2 separate regions of the Sus scrofa genome follow, and region 2 is linked to region 1. Evidence: chromatin contacts called from public HiChIP or PLAC-seq data. All regions are on one chromosome and are shown on one strand. The core of a region is the stretch at or near the end of the contact, and the rest is flanking DNA. Distances in the headings are between cores, read along the strand shown.

Region 1 (3,977 bases), core at 423-2,922:
ATACTTTTAATATTTCCTCTTAGAATATGATGCCAAAATGCTGAAAATGGTCTACTGAAGCATTTTTTAATGAAAAAAATTTGGTTTTGGCCAGGCCCACAGAAGTTCCTGAGCTAGGGACAGAACCCATACCACAGCAGTAACCAGAGCCCCAGCAGGGACAACACTAGATTCTGAACATGCTGAGCCACCAGGGACCTCTATAACTTTTTATATCGAATTTATGTTAAGTTAACCACAAATAAGATTACTTTAATTTTCATATTTAAAATTTACAAGTTAGAGGTTGTAAGCAACCACCTCTAAAAGAAAACCCATAAAAATCTAAAAACTCTTAATTTGATGAAAATTTTAATGATTCTTCCTCTTTGAAACTGTATTTATTTGAATAATGAAGTGGAATTTAAACATTTCTACAAACTGGCTGCATAACATATTGCTTTCCCATAACAAAAATATGAAGCACTTATTATATATGAAATTTACTATTTTGTAATGTGACTAGTTTAAAAACTATGTAAAGAGATAGGGAACTTTCAGTAGGCTACCTGAATGAAAACTGTTTTTAGACATTTATAGCAGAAGAGATTAACTGGAAATGGAGGGCAGCAATCTCAACATCTGTAAACATCACTTGAAAATGCAAATTGAAAAAACAATGTCATAGGGATTAATACCCTATAAAGAGGTATAAATAAATACTAAAGAACAGAGAAAAGAAAATTTTGATTGAAGATACACTCTTTAGCTTAATTGTTTAAAATGAGATTTAGTAAATTGGTACAAGGGTGGTTGATTGTATTGATTAAAGTACCAGAAAAATATCTCAGAGCTGCCAACACATGAAGCCATAGGACCTAGCCTGTGCTAATGATACAGGTGAATTTAATTAAACTTTAGTCTTCTGTTTACATCCTGTCAGCGGTAGCAGCAATAATTTTGTTCATTTACAAATATTTATTTAAAAAGTTTATTAGTTTCCAAGATCTAAATAAACACAGCTATTATCAAGATAAGTACAGCCTTATTAAAAACTGTTCTTAAGAATCATAAGCTCTCCAAAACACGAGTTTAAATAATAGCTTTTTCAAACATAAGTGAAGAAATTTCAATAACCAGAGCCACCTGCAAGCCAAAGAAACTCTAATTTACATTCACTTTTGTGACACCCAAGAAACATGTAGCTCATTTTTCTCCTCTGATTAAAAAATGTGGTCACCTTTTTCATATGAAAGTTTTGAATATGGGGGAAAAAATGTAATTGTAATGTATACATGTAAGGATAACCTGACCCCTTTGCTGTACAGTGGGAAAATAAAAAAAATTATAAAAAAAAAAATATGATATTCACAGTCTTACTGTGGAAAAAAAAAAAAGTTTTGAATAGATATCAAAATCAGAAAGTTGATTTTCCTAAATCCAATCTACCAACATAATAACACCATAAAAAAACTGTCCATCGTACAACAAGAAATGAACGACTGTAAGGCTACTTACAATGTACAGAAGATAAATTGTATGCCATAAAAACTACAAATCATGGACATTTTCTTCATGCAAAAAAAAAAAAAAAAAAAAAAGGAAGTTTGGCTTTTGCACATAGCTTATCATTCTGCACACAGGATTCAAATGTCAACCAGGAAATGATGACAATCCCAAGCCAGTCTTAAAATGTCTTAATTACATCATCGTTTTCCTCTGTCTCATTTAGAGTTATATACTCACAGCTCAAAACTTGTTCATTAGACTCCTCGGGTTTTGATTTTTTAAGTGCCAGCTCTTCTGGGAGAAGAGAGGCGCACTGATCAAGAGATTGTGCGATGTCATCAATCGTCCATTTGTCCTCGGGAAGGGCATGCTCTTCTAGTGTAAACGGTCCCTGTTTGGTCCGGGTCAGCTCTAGCACACTGGCACAGGAAGAGAGTTCTCCGGCAACAAAAGGGAAAAAGAGAACACAAGAGAAATGATTCAGGACTTCTTACTCTATTATTATTCAAAGGACAGACAACTCATTTCAACATCTCAGAACTACCCCAAATGTAAAATCCTAATAATCCAAGATCCTTGAGATTAAGAAATAATTAAGTTGCAAAATAATACTTAATAACTAACCTACCAAACTGCTTTAAAGTCTACAAGGAACTCTCACACACATTTATTTAACCCATGACGCGGAGCTCTATGAAGTAATTTTCATTTTGGTGACTCAATGTGACCTGTCCAGGGTCACCACTGCCAGCAAATGGCAGGGCCAGAACTGCAACTTCCTGGCTGTTTGCAAGACTACGGCTTCCAGGTTTTTTCGTTTGTTTGTTTTTCTTTAATTTGACTGTAGCAATGAAAATAACTTTTTTAGAAGGATTAATCTTTTTTTTCTTATCCCTACTTTGAGTCAAAATATTTTTACACTTGAAAAAAAATGCTGGTCCTTGGATTCATTATTCACATCTTCATTTTCTGCTCCTCTTTTTCTCCTCTCTCTCATTATAAGCATTTCACTGCAGCTGCTGATGCTGATAATTGTCTGCCATAAACCTATAATGCTTCTAAGGCTGAAGGCAGCAAAAATACAGTTCCTAAGGCCAGTACTCAAAGATACGAAAACAGATAATCCCTTCTTCCCATCAAAAAGGAATCTTACCCTCTAAATGATAATTCATAATTCATCTTTATGCTTACCTTTGCCAATGTCACTGACCAAGCTTCTGATATAAAAACCTCCTCCACATTCAACATCTGGAATGTTAACAGTGACATGGTAAATTGCTAACTTCCTACGAAATCCACTTTACATAGAAATGATGCCCCTAAACAAATGTAAAAATGCACTATGCAAACAATCAAGTGATAAAATATTTATGTGCTAAAACATAAATTATTCATCCAGTAGCATATGTGTTTGTGAGACTGAAAAGTCAGAGTGTAGAGAAAGCAAGCAGCAGACACTCATGAACACATTTTAAATTAACTGGCAAGTCATACCACTTTAATACTTCAGCCTTGTTCTTTTAATATGTTTTAAATAGTTAGAAATTTCAGCTTTGCTATCACGAACGGCAGATTTTTAAAAAATATTTTCAGATTTGTTCAGCTTGTTCATTTAATAGGTTTTAAATGGTTGAACATCTCTGCCTTACTATTATGAAGTGTAGATTTTAAAAATATTTTCTGATTTGCACACTCAAAAAATACAACAAACAAAAAACCCCTTTTCAGTGACAGGAATTATGTTTGGGGTAATATACTACGTGGAGAACTTGGCGCATTTAAATGTTCTCTTGGAAATATTCCTGAAAAAAATCATGAAATAACTTAAAATTACACAATGTACTAGAACTGAATGCACATCTAAACATCTATCTTCTTAAGTATAATACAAGTTTACTGGTTAAGAGTAGGGCTCTGGATTATTTTTATTCATCCACAAGACACCCTGAAAAGAACTGCATTTCTACACAAAAAGACTACAATTTACCTATTTCTAGCTTAGCATACAAATAAAGCTATTTGAGGGAATTCATCAAAATTCAATAGTTGGGAATTTTAATTTTTTCCCCCTCATCAGTTCAAGGTTGGGAGCCACTGCTGAGACAAAGAAAAATGAACATGAGGGTCAAATGTAGGTGTGTTACATTCTTGCACTATATTTGCCTTTGGTGAAAAGGGTCAAATTTGGCTTATTACAACTTCTAGTCAACAAATGCAATGGGGAAAATTTGAGGTTTTTTTTTTTTACTTTCATAGATAATATCTACTGTGCCAACACAGCTGCTGCATTTTCATGGAATGGAGTAAAACATTTTTTAGTGTGTTTTATTCATTGTTTGTCAAATATTTTAGAATCAGGGAACTAAGAAAAGGAATGACTTTTGAAAAAAACCGTACAAAACCCACAATCCACATGAACTTAACACACATTAAAAAATAATGTTGGAGTTCCTGTCGCGGTGCAGTGGTTAAAATCCGACTAGGAACAT
Region 2 (3,977 bases), core at 800-3,299, 140 kb before region 1:
CACAAGAGGTCAGTCTTTCCCAAGAACTAAGTTTAATATAGTCCTGCAGTCATTTCCAAGATACGCATCTATTTTTGCACTATATTATTTACGTCACCTATTATAGATTAAATTTGAATGTACCATGTGTTAATTTCATCCAAGGCACCAAATCGTTGGGAACTCCACAAAAAACGAAAGAAGATCATAATGATCACATACCTACAATTTAAAGAGTTTCAGATAAAAACTTCACTGGATTTTCAAAATAACATGAAGACAAAATCTTTACTAATTTTATTTGTGAAGACACAAACTATCAAGAAGTTGATTGTTACTAAACATTCTAAAAATGAGACAAATACATGAGATTTGGGTATGCAAACAAATGAGTGGAGAATTTATATTGGTCTATTAGACCTAAGAATCAATATTTGAAAAGCCACTTACCTTGCCAACTATCATTGCAGACACACAACTTTTCTCCTGTTAGGTCACAGTAACCATGATCTGGACTGCCACAATTGGCTTTACAGTAAGGAATATCACAAGCTTCACCTTTCCAGTATTTATCACATTCACAATATACTTGACTTGGAACAGAGATGCTAGTTGTACACTTCCCATGACCAGAGCAATTGTTAGGGCAAGAGTTGATTCTGTAAAATATAATTCATATATACTCAAATTTAAGACAATTGAAAAAAGAATTCTGATTATTTTGGAAACCTTATAAATGTTTTATCTGTCTATGTGCTTTAATGCAAGTTCACAATATGACTGCAATTCTTACTCCGTACCTTTTTACTCCTAATGGATTCAGCTATACACATATGCAATTAGCCTCAGCTCATTCAATGAGTTTACTGTGCTACCAAGACTAAACTTCCAAGGACTACACACTCAACATCTGCAGGATCTATGCAGTTCTGAGAACAATGTTTTGTAAAGACTTAAGCACCCAAATGCTTTGAATATATATTTTCAGGAAAAAAAAAAAAAAGTTCAAGAATACCTGAAACAATATGAGAAGCCAAGATTTAAACTGATTATATATATAATACTTAAATAGCACGCTATCACCTACACATTGTAAGTGAAAAGATATTTATCAAGTTTTGTTTTAAGGCCCTCTGATTATATTCTACTATATATTTATTTTCCCTTGTATACATGCTTGAGATGAATAAATCCTATAACAAACTGCTGATTTTAGGATATTTAAGATATTTTATTCCTAGTAAAAAACTCTCTATCATTTTCTACATTCCTGAAGAAAACAAAATAAAATGTCCTGCATTCTTCTGTGGCCAGTCCTGTGAAAGCACCTGAAGGCATCTCTGGCTAATCCACTTCAGCCTTGGGCTTAACAGATATAAAAATTTATATAGAGAGTTAGACACAATAGAGTCTAATTAACAATTATTTTTCTAGTCTTCGAGGATATGGTGGTATACAGCCACTTAACACACCTCCTAAGCCTCAATTTCCTAATGTGTAAAATGGGAAAAATGCCCTTTTGACAGAACTGTTGTGAAGAGAATTAAAGACCATACTATATACTATAAGAATATAATATATATAAAGCATCCAGTAGAGTCTCTAGAAAACTTAGCTCTGGAAAACTGAGCTCTTCAAATTAGGTGTAAAACAGCTTAGAGCACAGAAAGGTATCTGCTACTCCCCACAAAGTTACACTAAATTTGTATTTGTTTACTTAACTGTTTGCCAAAAATTTTTGGTTTTGTAATTAATTTTCAACCAAATTAACTTCTTACCATAGCGTTCTGAGACTTTGAAATTATCTAATACAAGCTTAGACACTTTTACGTCACTTAGGAAGAAATGTTATATATTTTGGAATTTAAAACACTAGCCTACTCCTAGTATATAAGATATTTATAAAAACAAATAATAACCTCTTTTATGTCAAATTATAAGAATCATTACAGTATGAAATTTTTGAGAAAAATACTTACGAGTAAAAAATGTTGAAACCAGTTAGATTATATGCAGCATCACTAAAAAAATGTAACAATGCATAGCCAGATGTTGTAACAACTTCAGGCACAGTTTCATTTCCCCTTATTTCAGGGACTATCAAACCACTATAAGAGAGCAAAGTTGAACATTGTGTATATTAATGTACACATGACTGTTAATCACATGAAATTTATTCAAAATATCCTTGTCAGAATCATTACGTATCTGAATTAGAATGGGCAACTAGAAGGATAAATCCAAAATGTGTTCATAGCCATTCTCTCCAATTAGCTCAATCTCTGCCAAAAGACTACAAACTACTCTCATGCCCCTGCACTCCTTTTTCTCTTCTCCCCATCTGGACGGCAATGTCCCATTTCTCTCTTTGCTCCTGCATTCCATTCTGTCATAATACTATAGGGTGATCTTTTATTTAAGTCATATGTAAACCTTCACTTAAAGCTACCTTGGGGAAGAAGTAATATTGTTAAAATGTCACACTGGAGTTCCCGTCGTGGCTCAGCAGAAAGAAATCTGACTAGTATCCATGAGGATGCAGTGGGTTAAGGATCTGGCATTGTCATGAGCTGTGGTGTAGCTCGTAGATGTAGCTCGTAGATGCAGCTCAGATCTGGCATTGCTGTGGCTGTGGTGTAGGCCAGCAGCTACAGCACTGATTTGACTCCTAGCCTGGGAACCTCCATACGCCGCAGGTATAGACCTAAAAAGACCAAAAAAAAAAAAAAAAAAGCCATACTACCCAAAGAAATCTACATATTCAGTGCAATACCCATCAAAATACCCATTACATTTTTCACAGAACTAGAATAAATAACCCTAAATTTTGCATGAAACCACAAAAGACCCTCAACAGCCAAGGCAATCTTGAAGAGAAAAAAAAAAAAAAAAGTACAGGTATCAAGCTCCCTGACTTCAGACTATACTACAAAGCTAAGTTAATCAAAACAGTAAGTACTAGACACAGATCAGTGGAACAGAAAAGAGAGCCCAGAAATAAACCAACACACTTGTAGTCAAGTAATCTATGTCAAAGGAGGAAAGAACATACAATGAAGAAAAGACAGTCTCTTCAGTAAGTACCGCTGGGAAAACTGGACAACCATATGTAAAACAATGAGAGTGCAACATGCCCATAAAGGAAATAAACTCATGGAGCTCCCTTGCAGCACACTGGGTTAAGGATCTGGCATTGTCACTGCTATGGCTCAAAGTCATGCTTAAAAAATAAAATAAAATGAAGTAAAATATAAACTCAAAACGGAGTAAAGCCCTAAATGTTAAGACCAGAAACCATAAAGGTCCTAGAAGAAAATATAAGCAGAACATTCTTTGACATAAGTCGTAGCGTAATTTTTTTTGGATCTGTCTCCACATAAGAGAGACAAAAAGCAAAAATAAACAAATGGGGCCTAATCAAACTTAAAAGCTTTTGCACAGCAAAGGAAACCATCAACAAAACAAAAAGACAACCTACTGAACGGGAGAAGATATTTGCAAATGATATGTCTGATAAAGGGTTAATATCCAAAACATACAAAGATCTCATACACCTCAACATAAAAAAAAAAAAAAACTGATTAAAAAATGGGCAGGAGTCCCCGTATGGCTCAGCAGTTAACGAACCCAACTAGTATCCATGAGGAAGCAGGTTCAATCCCTGGCCTCACTCAGTGGGTTAAGGTGCTGCCATGAGCTGTGGTGTAGGTGGCAAATGCAGCTCAGATCAGGCATTAATAATGGCTATGGCATAAGCGAGCAGCTGTAGCTCCAATTCGACATCTAGCCTGGGAACCTCAATATGCCACAGATGTGGCCGTAAAAAGCAAAAAAAATGGGCAGAGGACATGAATAGGCATTTTACCAAAGAAGACATGCACAGAGCCAACAAGCTCATGAAAAGATGCTCACCACTACTAATCAGCAGAGAAATGCAAATCAAAATCACAATGACATGTCACCTCACACCGTCAGAATAGCCATCATCAAAAAGCCAC

Evidence for each region. HiChIP or PLAC-seq counts read pairs in DNA pulled down with a chosen protein or histone mark.
Region 2: an H3K27ac HiChIP or PLAC-seq map of alveolar macrophages shows a contact between it and region 1. The contact joins two enhancer-like sites. A contact is called at or near these places in 1 of 47 Hi-C or Micro-C datasets (epiblast stem cells) and 1 of 2 datasets of contacts at active chromatin or transcription factors (alveolar macrophages).

Annotation. Positions count from the first base shown.
Region 1 is chr14:125,301,471-125,305,447 of Sscrofa11.1, reverse strand. TRUB1 (probable tRNA pseudouridine synthase 1) reads right to left here. Exons shown (of 10, transcript XR_001301213.2): 7 at 2,680-2,736; 8 at 1,726-1,935. Among named protein-coding and RNA genes, the nearest start is that of TRUB1, 41 kb to the right of the region's middle. Within about 2 kb of position 1,672, at least 2 of the 83 cell types and tissues checked have an H3K27ac peak or open chromatin away from gene starts, as enhancers often do. A contact at or near this core is called in alveolar macrophages, where this site is marked.
Region 2 is chr14:125,445,288-125,449,264 of Sscrofa11.1, reverse strand. It overlaps ATRNL1 (attractin-like protein 1), which reads right to left. Exons shown (of 29, transcript XM_021074415.1): 4 at 1,959-2,087; 5 at 430-638. Among named protein-coding and RNA genes, the nearest start is that of ATRNL1, 41 kb to the right of the region's middle. Within about 2 kb of position 2,049, at least 1 of the 83 cell types and tissues checked has an H3K27ac peak or open chromatin away from gene starts, as enhancers often do. A contact at or near this core is called in alveolar macrophages, where this site is marked.